2 separate regions of the Anas platyrhynchos genome follow, and region 2 is linked to region 1. A link is a contact called in public Hi-C data. All regions are on one chromosome and are shown on one strand. The core of a region is the stretch at or near the end of the contact, and the rest is flanking DNA. Distances in the headings are between cores, read along the strand shown.

Region 1 (5,073 bases), core at 1,521-4,020:
CACTTTTTACTAGTTCCCACTGCCTTACCTTATTCAGTCACAATGAACAATGACTTAATCTGGATTATACTTTTTCCACTTGTTTAGACTAAAGCAATGAAAGGTAGCTGACCACTAAGCCACTTATCACCTGAAAACTCTCATTTCAACTTAACACTGAGAAACAAGAGTCAGAGGAGAAACATAAAACTTCTAGAGATGTTTGTACTGGCTTACAGTAGAATCACACTCAAAAGAATACCCTTGTATTCAAATCTTATGGTAATGAACCAGTTTGTAATAAAGACCAAATCCAGCCTGTAGATGAAAACTATGATCAACATTTCTGTTCTATGGCTATTTTGGACTTCCTGCTACAAGAATAAGCCTTATGTGACAAAAGTCAGACAGAGCATTTCCAGGGCCTAGGCATGAAAGAACTTCAGCACAAAAAAAAAAAAAAAAAACAAAAAAAACACAAAGCACTGTCAATAACTTCATCCAGTTCCACTTAAAATACATGGAATGCTACTTTCAACTTGTCCTCTATAATAAAAACATACATATATACTCTGCATGCCTCTTCCTAAGTACATTGTTTTGGATCTCTCCCCTTGAAGCTCTCTCTGTTTTAAAGAGTTTCCACAGCCTAACCCCTTTGTTGGAGGCAGCCTAGTGTCACTTGAAGTTTTGTTTACAAACCAGACATATTTAGCCCAGTTTGCCTAAATGAGTTATAAAGTCATATCTCAGCAGAATCAGGTGCTCTGCGTATTTACACTCTTCATTCATGCTTAAACAGTGCAAGACAGTAAACACTGCTTCAAATGATCTTTCAAATAGATACACAGAATTGTTGGGTAGGATTCAAACCAGACAATGCACCAGATTCTTTTCTCATTTATGGTGGTATAAATCAGGGACAATTTCATTCAAAAGTTATACTTAGCAGTGGCCTAGAAAAAGTAATAGCTACAATGCAAATCAAACAGCATGAACAACTGCAACATACACATACTTCAAAAAATATACAAAACTTTTTCCGCTGTACTGGAACTTCTCACTCTTGACTTTAAATTTTGGAACTTTTGGCTATCTAAGTTTTGTTAAAAGTAAATGACTCAGTCCCTAAATATTTGGAGGATGGCTGGGTAGATAAGTCAATCATTTATATTTGTTAATGGACTTGACTCAACCCCAGTTTTTCTCATTTTATACCTATAGTTTCAAAGTGATAAAAGCACAGCATCAGTGTACCAGAAAACTGGCATCAGAGCCTGGTTAGCTGCTTCCACATTTATATCCTTCACAGACAAAGGCTGTGAATTAAACTGGCGAGTATAGGTAAATCTGCTTGAAAAATCAGGTCTCTGAAATCTCAAGCAAGATGCCCAAGAATTTTGGGAATATGTGACCTTGAGGCTCCTATGTTATCCTCATCTGAGGAACTGAATGACACAATTTTAGGTCAGAAGTGCTGTGAAAACTAAGCAAGTTATTATTCTGAAATGCTCATACACTGAAATATGTTAACGCGGAACATAGAAAATCCATAGAAAAACTATCGTTCTGGTTTTAGAGCAGAATAAAATAGCACAGGCCACATATGGATCAATGAAAGGAAAACAAACTGTTTAGTAGCAGATCACTTAAGAAATATAGTCCAAAGTGGTAACTCCATTGACTCTACTAAAATATGTACAATAAATAGGATTTTTAAAATGTTAGTTTTAGGGATTGAACATTATTTTTACAAGCTCAATTCAGATGCTATTTAGTCCATTCTGATGTTTATGTCCTTTATTTTAATCAAGCAACAGCTGATTAATGAAAAGAAATCCCACTGTTTAATTCTACATTTTCTTTCCAAATAACCTGTCTTTATTGTAAAGCAAAACAGAAAAAAAAAAAAAAAGTGGTATTGATTTTTCCCACAGCAGTATTTTCACTGTTATTTGCTAGGGTACAGTGAACACCCTTGCGAAAATAAATTCTAATTACCATTATGAAATAATTCCAAATAATTTTTTTCAGAAGATCTTCTGAAAGTATAAACATATTAATATTTATTTATTTATTTAAATGAAGCACTTTTGGAAATGTTCATCTAATGAAAACTAAGTTACTTGAATCAAATTGTGTCACCATGCAGCTTCGCCATTCAGAAGGATGAATGGCGAAGCTGCATGGTGACACGAACCAGAAATCAAAGTGCTCCCAGACTGGCTCTGATGATCAGAATTTTCAGAATCCACTGAAGTTTTGCCATTTTCATCAGTAATGAACTGTTGCTGGGAATTAGCAGACTCCCACTTATAGTAAAAGCAGTCACTAACTTTACACTATTTTACCTCTAATTAGAAGAAACACGAGCATGACTCCTAGTTCCTTCAGAGGAAGCTCAAAGCTATAATTAATAACTTCTTATTTTGGTATTACAGAGAATACCTGTTTTTTTGTTTGCCCTAAACAGCTAAGATTATCATTTGTTTAAGCAATACTTAAAATACCCAAAACAATACTAGTTGTAAATGCAAAAAGTAATCTCTTTGTTTCTTTTCTCTGACAATAAAGCAATACACAGCTGTCACAGTTTGTTAATCTCAGGAATAAAGGGAAATACGATTTCCTGGGCAATGAAAGAGGCATCAGCCGTGGTCAAGGTTTTTTTCTTGTGTTTCTCTGCCACCTGGTGGTTGCATAGAGCATTTTTCTCCCTCCTAATCTCCCTCCTAACTACTCTGAGGGATCTGTGAATTTACATGCTATGAATCATGTTCCTCTGACATTCCATAAAGCTCCCTTGCGTCTTTCGAGCACTTTAAGTCCATTGCTGCTGTATGTTTGGCACATACCTCTTGACATCGTCTGTGGTTAATATCAAAATAAAATCAGCACGTTTTAAATAACACTTACCTGCAATTAATGTTTTTTTCTTCTCACAAAACTGTAGCTCAAAATATTTTATAAAACAGCTAGAAAAATCATTCAGGGGTGTCTTAGCATGTCCAAAGGCTTCCAAGACACAGTTTACCTGCAAGAAAATGGTAAAGCAGTAGTAAGAGAGGAAATAAACAGGAATATATTTCAAAAAACATCAGTGAGATTGACTTGAGACCAGTAACTGGAAGAGAAAAAAAGAAAAAAAAAAAATTACTTTTTAGCTTGGAATTTAACAAATTCCTTAAAATTTTATTTTCTGTACAGAACTTAAAATAAAATAGCTTGGGAAAAAAAGAAAAAAGTGCTGATAGAATAGTGGGAGTTGTAAATGGAAGGGGTAAGACAAGGGCTCAGACTAATGCATTTCCATGTGACATCTTCATGGTCACAGCAATTATTTTAAAAAGAGCATGTTCAAAACACTACATTTAATTTAAAAATATGAAATATGCCCTCTTTCTTCCATTTTCTCTCTGCATTTAGCTTTTTGTGTGTAATTAGTTTATTACACTAAATGAATTCCCTTCAGCACTTTCCTGTCTTGTATCCTGAGAAACTGACCACAATGTGTCTGCAACACACTGTCGTTCTGATATAACAGTGGTTTGCTGGAGCTGGATGAACCTGGCTGCGAAGAGACAGGAGGGAAGAGGGCCGTGGAGAGGTACAGATAACATGTGGCTCCAATCACAAAGGTAGAAGCTCTGAAAATCAGATGCTTCAGAACCATTAATTAAACCAGCTATTTGTGCAGTAGGTGGCAGCAGAAAGCCAGTAAGCCTAGTTTTGCTTCCACTACAGTAGTATTGCAGTTTAAGATGCATTTGCTGAAATTTGGCTAGTTCAGCATTCGGTTTGACCAGTACAGCTTTAGTAACTTCCAACGATGCAATGTATGACTGCAACAGGCACAAATCCAGGCCACTGTGTTCATTCGAGCACCTTAACAGGCAACTAAATCAGAATCATCGCTTGATTCCCCTTGGGTGGGATCTGCTACACCTCTATTCTCTACCTGAAGCCAGGTGTCCCATCCCAGTGTCCCACTGTTACAACATGCAACTCATTTTTCTTAATACGTGATGTTTCTCTTCTACCTGTACTGACTAAGAGTCATTGACATATATGACTAATTCTATACTGTAAAACTAAACAGTTTATTACACTAAACTCTAACCTCTACGGCAAGTGGCATGAAAAGGTTCACATTCATATATTTTTTGTTTGCAGAATAGAGTGGACATACTGGTACGTGCTGTCCTCTGAACTGTTGCCAGAGGACCTGGTGGGGATTTAAACTGTACCAGGAAGCAGGAGATAAATCGCAGCAGAAACAGGAATACCTCCCACACCTCCTAATTCCCACTGCTGCCAAATTTGTATCCGAAAACATACAGCTTTCAGTTTCTTATTCAGAAAGTTAATTATTAACTGATTTCTTATTTAATCTGAACTTTCTGAAAACAAAAGGATTTGAAGGATATGACCTGAATTTTGCAGTTCTAATTCAATAATATCTGTGGTCAGATCAGTTCAAAAGTACAAGAAAACCAGTGTAGGTAGTAAACTAAAAAACAACACAACAACAAAAAACAGTAGAAATAGATATAAACTGAAGGTCTGGCTCACGGATTCAAAATAAAAGTGTACAGTCCCTATCATTGAAACATTAATCTTCATAATTTATATTAAAAAGAGAAAATAAGCAACAGTACTGTTAACATTGTCAAGTGAAGCACAGGTTAAATGTGTCAGTTGAGGAACATACATGAAGCAGGATCACACTGAAAAACACTTTAACATGGAAGTTGTATGAATGCATGAAGGAAAGCAAAACTACTGTGTTGTTTTTGTTTGTTTTTTTTTTTCACTTGTGCTTTCAGTGTGATCAGGCTTTTTAAATGTCTTTATAAGACATTAAAACCACTGTTTTCTAAAATCCAGCCCTAATCCATAGGACTTTTATTAACTTACTGGCTAGAATGTACTAAATAGGAACCAGTGTATCTACAGTCTTTCCCACATCCCAATAATCCTGATTTGTAGGTTGTATGTTAGCATCAGCTATTCTTTGACACTGTTTTGTCACCTTTCTGGACTTAATCATGCATAATTCAGTAAAAAAAGCATTGTGCTTTGAGTGATGCATGT
Region 2 (5,073 bases), core at 1,732-4,231, 95 kb before region 1:
ACTTTGCAATCTCTATTATACAAGAAGCCAGACAAAAATGATCCTTTGATTTTCCCCAATCTTAAAAATCTTTGAAATTTCATTACATTATCCTGGAAGTCTAATCAAAGTTTAAAATTCCTGTCTACCCCTTAAAACAAGCTCTATCTTAGAGAAAGAGGACAGGCTAGTGGTTGTGGTAACAGAGACAGAGCTAACTATGGAAATTTAAATTAATTTCCCAATTCTGCCACAAAATTCCATTTTGAATATAGGAAGTTATTTTGAATATAACCTACTTCTTCCTAAGTTAGCTACTGAAAAGCTGTGCTCCTAGTCTGAGTTAGCCACCTAAATCTCACAACAGACTGTGAAGATAAGGTTTTTCCATTGGGTGATTTGTTCTATGCATCCTAGACATTTTTCTTAAAATGAGAAGAGATTGCCCTCTGGAGGTGCTCTTCTCTACTGACCACAGATGGACTTGAGAGAAGTCCAGACTGGAGGCCTGCATTTTGGGTGGCTGAGAGGGCTCTCACTCTGTATCTACTTGTCTGACTGACTGACTCATCTGCTGAGTGGGCCTAAGAGAACTTCCTTATTTCTCCTCTCTGTCTTTTTCAAATTTGTTGGCTATCTATGCACCTAGAATGAAAAAACAAAAACAAACAAACAAACAAAAAAACTACTTTTAGACTTGGTATCATCATCTGCCATCTCAGATCAATCACTTTAATCTTGTATATGACTGTTTAGACAAAAACTACATAAAATTTGTAGCTATTTTTCTCCGCCAGAATGTTTCCCTGGTTGATTTGATTTTCAGCACAATACTGATACAAATATCAGTACTGACACCAGAGTAGTAATGGGAATGGAGAAGCAGGGATGAGCAGCCTATATCTGTTGGTGGCAGCCCAAATTTGTCCTGGACAAAAGTGGCGTTGTAATTATAAGCTTATTTGACTTTTTTTCATAGCTAATTTTAAATGAATTAAAGCATTTAAATTTTCTTTATTTTGTTTTTCCTTCTGGAGGTATAACCAAACATGTAATCTATGGCTTTGTGATTTTTTCTTGTATTTTAAACTTGCTATTCCCTTCAGGAAGCATTTTGTTAAAAAGAAAGCAAAATAAAATTGATAATAAACTGAGATATAAAACAAAACACAAAAAAACTTGTAAAAAACAATATTATTATCAAAACACAAAATTATTTATATTTAGCATATCAGATACTTTCTACTGTGAATGGAAGCTTGTGTTGCCATACAGACACAATAATTTAATGTCCTGTTAAATTTAACACTTTCATGGTCTCAAGAATAACAAAAGAACTTACTATTTATCATATTTACTGTATCATAGTAAAATCATAATAAAAATACTGAATTTATGGTGTAGGCTTGTACAGATAAACTTGAGTTATGTGCAAACACTGAGGTTTGCTTCTGGGGAAATGCAATCTGTAGAGTCTTTGAAAACCTTCCCTTACCAGAGAATTCTGCTAGCAATGTAACCTTAGTTCACTCTTAGGTAAACGAACAACCCAATTAAATACTAGGCTTCTTCTCACTGACAGGTCATATATTTTCCCCACATAAATAACGCAGAATATATTTGTAAGGCTTTAGAGGCGATCCCGAGAAACCTAGTGAGCTACCTTGCTAAAAAAGACTTCAATGAGGTGAAATACATTTCAGCTAAACTTCCATTGATGAATTAGTTGTGTAGACTTTCTTAAAAGTCAATAGAAGATGCTATTTGAGTGTCATATACTCTGTTGTAACACTGATCCTTAAAATAGTTCAGATAAATTTTGCACTGTATGACCCCATTTCTTTCCACTGAGTATAAAAATAGGGTATGTATGTTCCCAATTCCAGCATAGACATGTACCGTTAGACAAAGTGAGTCCCTTTCCTAGGAAAGTAGAGAGGCTGATAAAAAGCAAGATCTCATGGCCTAGCCAGAGCAATTTATTCACTAATGGATCCAAAACAAAATAAAAACCAGGCAGATTTAAAGGATTAAATTGACTCTATACTCCTCCGCCACCATGTAAACACTAACAGTGTGCATTAGGAAATGCAAGACCACTTGCACCCTCCTTCCAGTTACAAATTATCATCAGGGAGCTCTCCCAGTCTTCATCCTCTCTACAGGAAACCAGTGTGTGTTTACCTCACCTTCATCCTTAGCACTGTCCTCTTCCCAACCTGTAAGTTTAACACAACAGAAGAAAGCTTTTGGCTAGACAGGTTGGCACTGTGAGCATGGTCTGGCTGGAACCCTCTGGTGTCATAGAACTTGTGCTCTAACCTCTTTTCTTTCACTTCTCAGTTTTGCTCTTTATCATGAAGATTTTTCGATTGTTTGGACTAGACACTACTGCCAATGCCTTCAGGTAGTTTGTGAATATGGAAAACTCAGTTCTCTTGAGTCTTCAAAGATGAGTGTTATCTGATCATTTTCTCCTTCACTTCCCTAAGTACACAACTGACAAGATCCAACAGGCTGCTTTTTTTTCTTCTTTTTTTATATTTTTTTTCTTTGGTAGAATATTCCTGAGTTCAGGTTATGGCACAGTAACCCACAGTCATACTCTCAGGCTCAGCACATTATTTGATTTACATGGAGTGTGCACAAATAGGCGGTAGGGCTGTACTCCCAGTTCTGTATACACAGCAAATCTTTAAGCATCGGAATAAACACCACACACTCAATTTCAATAGAACATCAACATGATAGAAGACACTAATGGAAAGAACATTGCAAGTACAAAGGGCACAAAAACAAGCAGCTCCAAATCAACAGCTTACACAAACCACATTGGTGTCCTTGAACTGATGCCTCAAAAATACCTTTTTTTCCTCTCTCTCTCTTTTTTTTTTTTTTTTCTTTTCTCCTCTTTGTTTGATTTTGCTATTCTATTTCTCGGGGCTTTCTCCCGCTTAGCCAAGAAAGAACAAAGTTAGAGATATCTACTGAGCGCAGTCCAATGTCCTCAGTAAGAGGATAGCTTTGAATACCAGAACTCCAATCTTTCCTGAAAGCAACTCCTTCTCTCCATGTCTTTGTCTTGTTGTTTCAGAAATGAAAATCACATATGGCTGGCATGCAGCTGCCTCATAGCAGTGCTAAGTAATGTAGTTTTAAGTGGTAAATATCCAAACACAGCTTATGCAAAGAAAAATAGTCAGTCCTGCCAGTGTAATTCATTATGTTGCCGTTTCGTTTTCTCTTTCTTTTGTTTACTATGCTGTATTCTGTTTGCCAAGTTAAAATGGCATGATTCAGTAAGATCTATTCAAAAGGTAGTGAATAAAAGAAGGCAATCCAAATTAACCTGTATAATGTATTTCTGCTAAAAGAAATGTAAAAATTGTCATCACAAAGGAGTAAAAACAGGTTGCGCTGTCTTACTAAATTCTCTTTTCTTCCTTTCTAAACTTCTTTTTTTCCTTTGACAACCAGTAACAGATTGATGTATTATTATGTCTGTGAAATATGTGAAAGAGATGGACTTTGTTTGCAAAACTTGTCACTATGTGCTCATAACTCAAGATCTTTAGTTTTGTTTGTTTGGATTTGGGGAGGATGGGGAGAGTGGGTTAGGCATGGCTTGTATTTGAAAAATCTATCAAGTGAGAGCTGAAATATCTAGAGGATCTATCTACTGCAGAGAGAAACCTATCCTTTTCAAGGGAAGGTAAGACATTTGGAAACGTTTCAAGTGATAGAAACTTTGTAAAAACAGTCACCAGAAAAGAATAGGATGGAATTTTGATTAATGTTATGTGTATACATGTATAAAGGATACATAGTCATTCTAGTTCCCTGTTATATCTTTTTTTTTTTCTTTTTAATTAAGGAATAACCTAATTATCTTTGAAATATGAGGAACAAGGGAAATTCCAGATAATTAGAAAAGGTGAAATAGAGTATTATGGTTTCCAAGAAAAGAAAAGAGATTTTGCCAATCTCTGTGCAATATATAAAATATAAATATATTGTTATACAGCATAAATATTAACACTTAAATCAGGTATTCAAAATTTGAGATAGAATAAACCCTTGACAGACATGAATAAAAAGATGCCTTTATAAAAACAGATTATAGCAGAGAAAAGAGATTGCATTTGGGGCTTATTTGGTAGAAGTACGAAAATACAAGATAAGAGGACTGTAAGTTTCACCTTTATGTAACACAACAGTTTTGGACTGAGTCTGCTTCATACAGACTTACAGAGATAATCCGCATAGGTGTGGACATGAACATACATGCATGAAGTGCAATTTGCCTAATAGGTTTGAAATGATGAATAAGTATATGTGGCAACGAACCAAAACTTCAGAGTGCCTGCATACCATGGTATTAGGTTTTACAATATCTTAATTGATATCAAGCAATGCAGGATTAAATGGCTAGACCTACAGACCAATTAGAATTAAGAGAGAAAATAAAATTAAAGTCATTTTGGAAAAACCGCAAGCAGTTTTGCTGGGTTAACCTGACAGCTATTTGCTGAGAGAAAGAAACCTGAAAAGCAATCATGCTCAGAGCAATCTTACAGCAAACTGCCAGGTATGATAGCTTCATGACAGTGCTTTTATACACCACTAGAACCCAGAAACTTTTCAGCTGATGAAATATTCTGATTTTTTACTTCAACATTTTAATTCCTTACATAAAGGCACAGGGTCATGGATGGCACGCTTTAACACGTCTATGGAGAAAAAGAAAAATAGAGAGACCTAAATGGTATGTAACTGAGATAAAATAGCAAAATTAAGGACAAAGAAACACAAGTGAAAAAGACTTAGAAAATCCCCATGGCATAATTTTACAGTGACCTGCATCAGCCCTACATGGAGCTCAGTACAGACTTTTGAGGGAGGGTCTGGGCTGTGAAATCCACTGAATCAGAATAAACTTGCACAGTAAGTGGTCATTTAGGATATCTTAATTTAGACTGAATAAAGTACAAAATAAATCCCTCATATAAAGAAACCAGTTGTGATGGGTGATAGACAAGTGACTTGCAAGGATTTTTTTCTTTCCTAAATTTTATGGGTTTTGCATCAGGTTTT

What was found. A called contact is a pair of places that touch in the nucleus more often than the background predicts.
Region 2: a contact with region 1 is called in a Hi-C map of liver, with 2.1 times the contacts expected there. The contact joins two enhancer-like sites. A contact is called at or near these places in 2 of 8 Hi-C or Micro-C datasets (liver and skeletal muscle).

Annotation. Positions count from the first base shown.
Region 1 is chr1:145,607,733-145,612,805 of IASCAAS_PekinDuck_T2T, reverse strand. It overlaps MYO16 (myosin XVI), which reads right to left. Exons shown (of 35, transcript XM_027444352.3): 15 at 2,896-3,013. Among named protein-coding and RNA genes, the nearest start is that of MYO16, 210 kb to the right of the region's middle. Within about 2 kb of position 2,770, at least 1 of the 8 cell types and tissues checked has an H3K27ac peak or open chromatin away from gene starts, as enhancers often do.
Region 2 is chr1:145,702,934-145,708,006 of IASCAAS_PekinDuck_T2T, reverse strand. The region is part of intron 27 of MYO16 (myosin XVI); the gene reads right to left. Among named protein-coding and RNA genes, the nearest start is that of MYO16, 300 kb to the right of the region's middle. Within about 2 kb of position 2,981, at least 1 of the 8 cell types and tissues checked has an H3K27ac peak or open chromatin away from gene starts, as enhancers often do.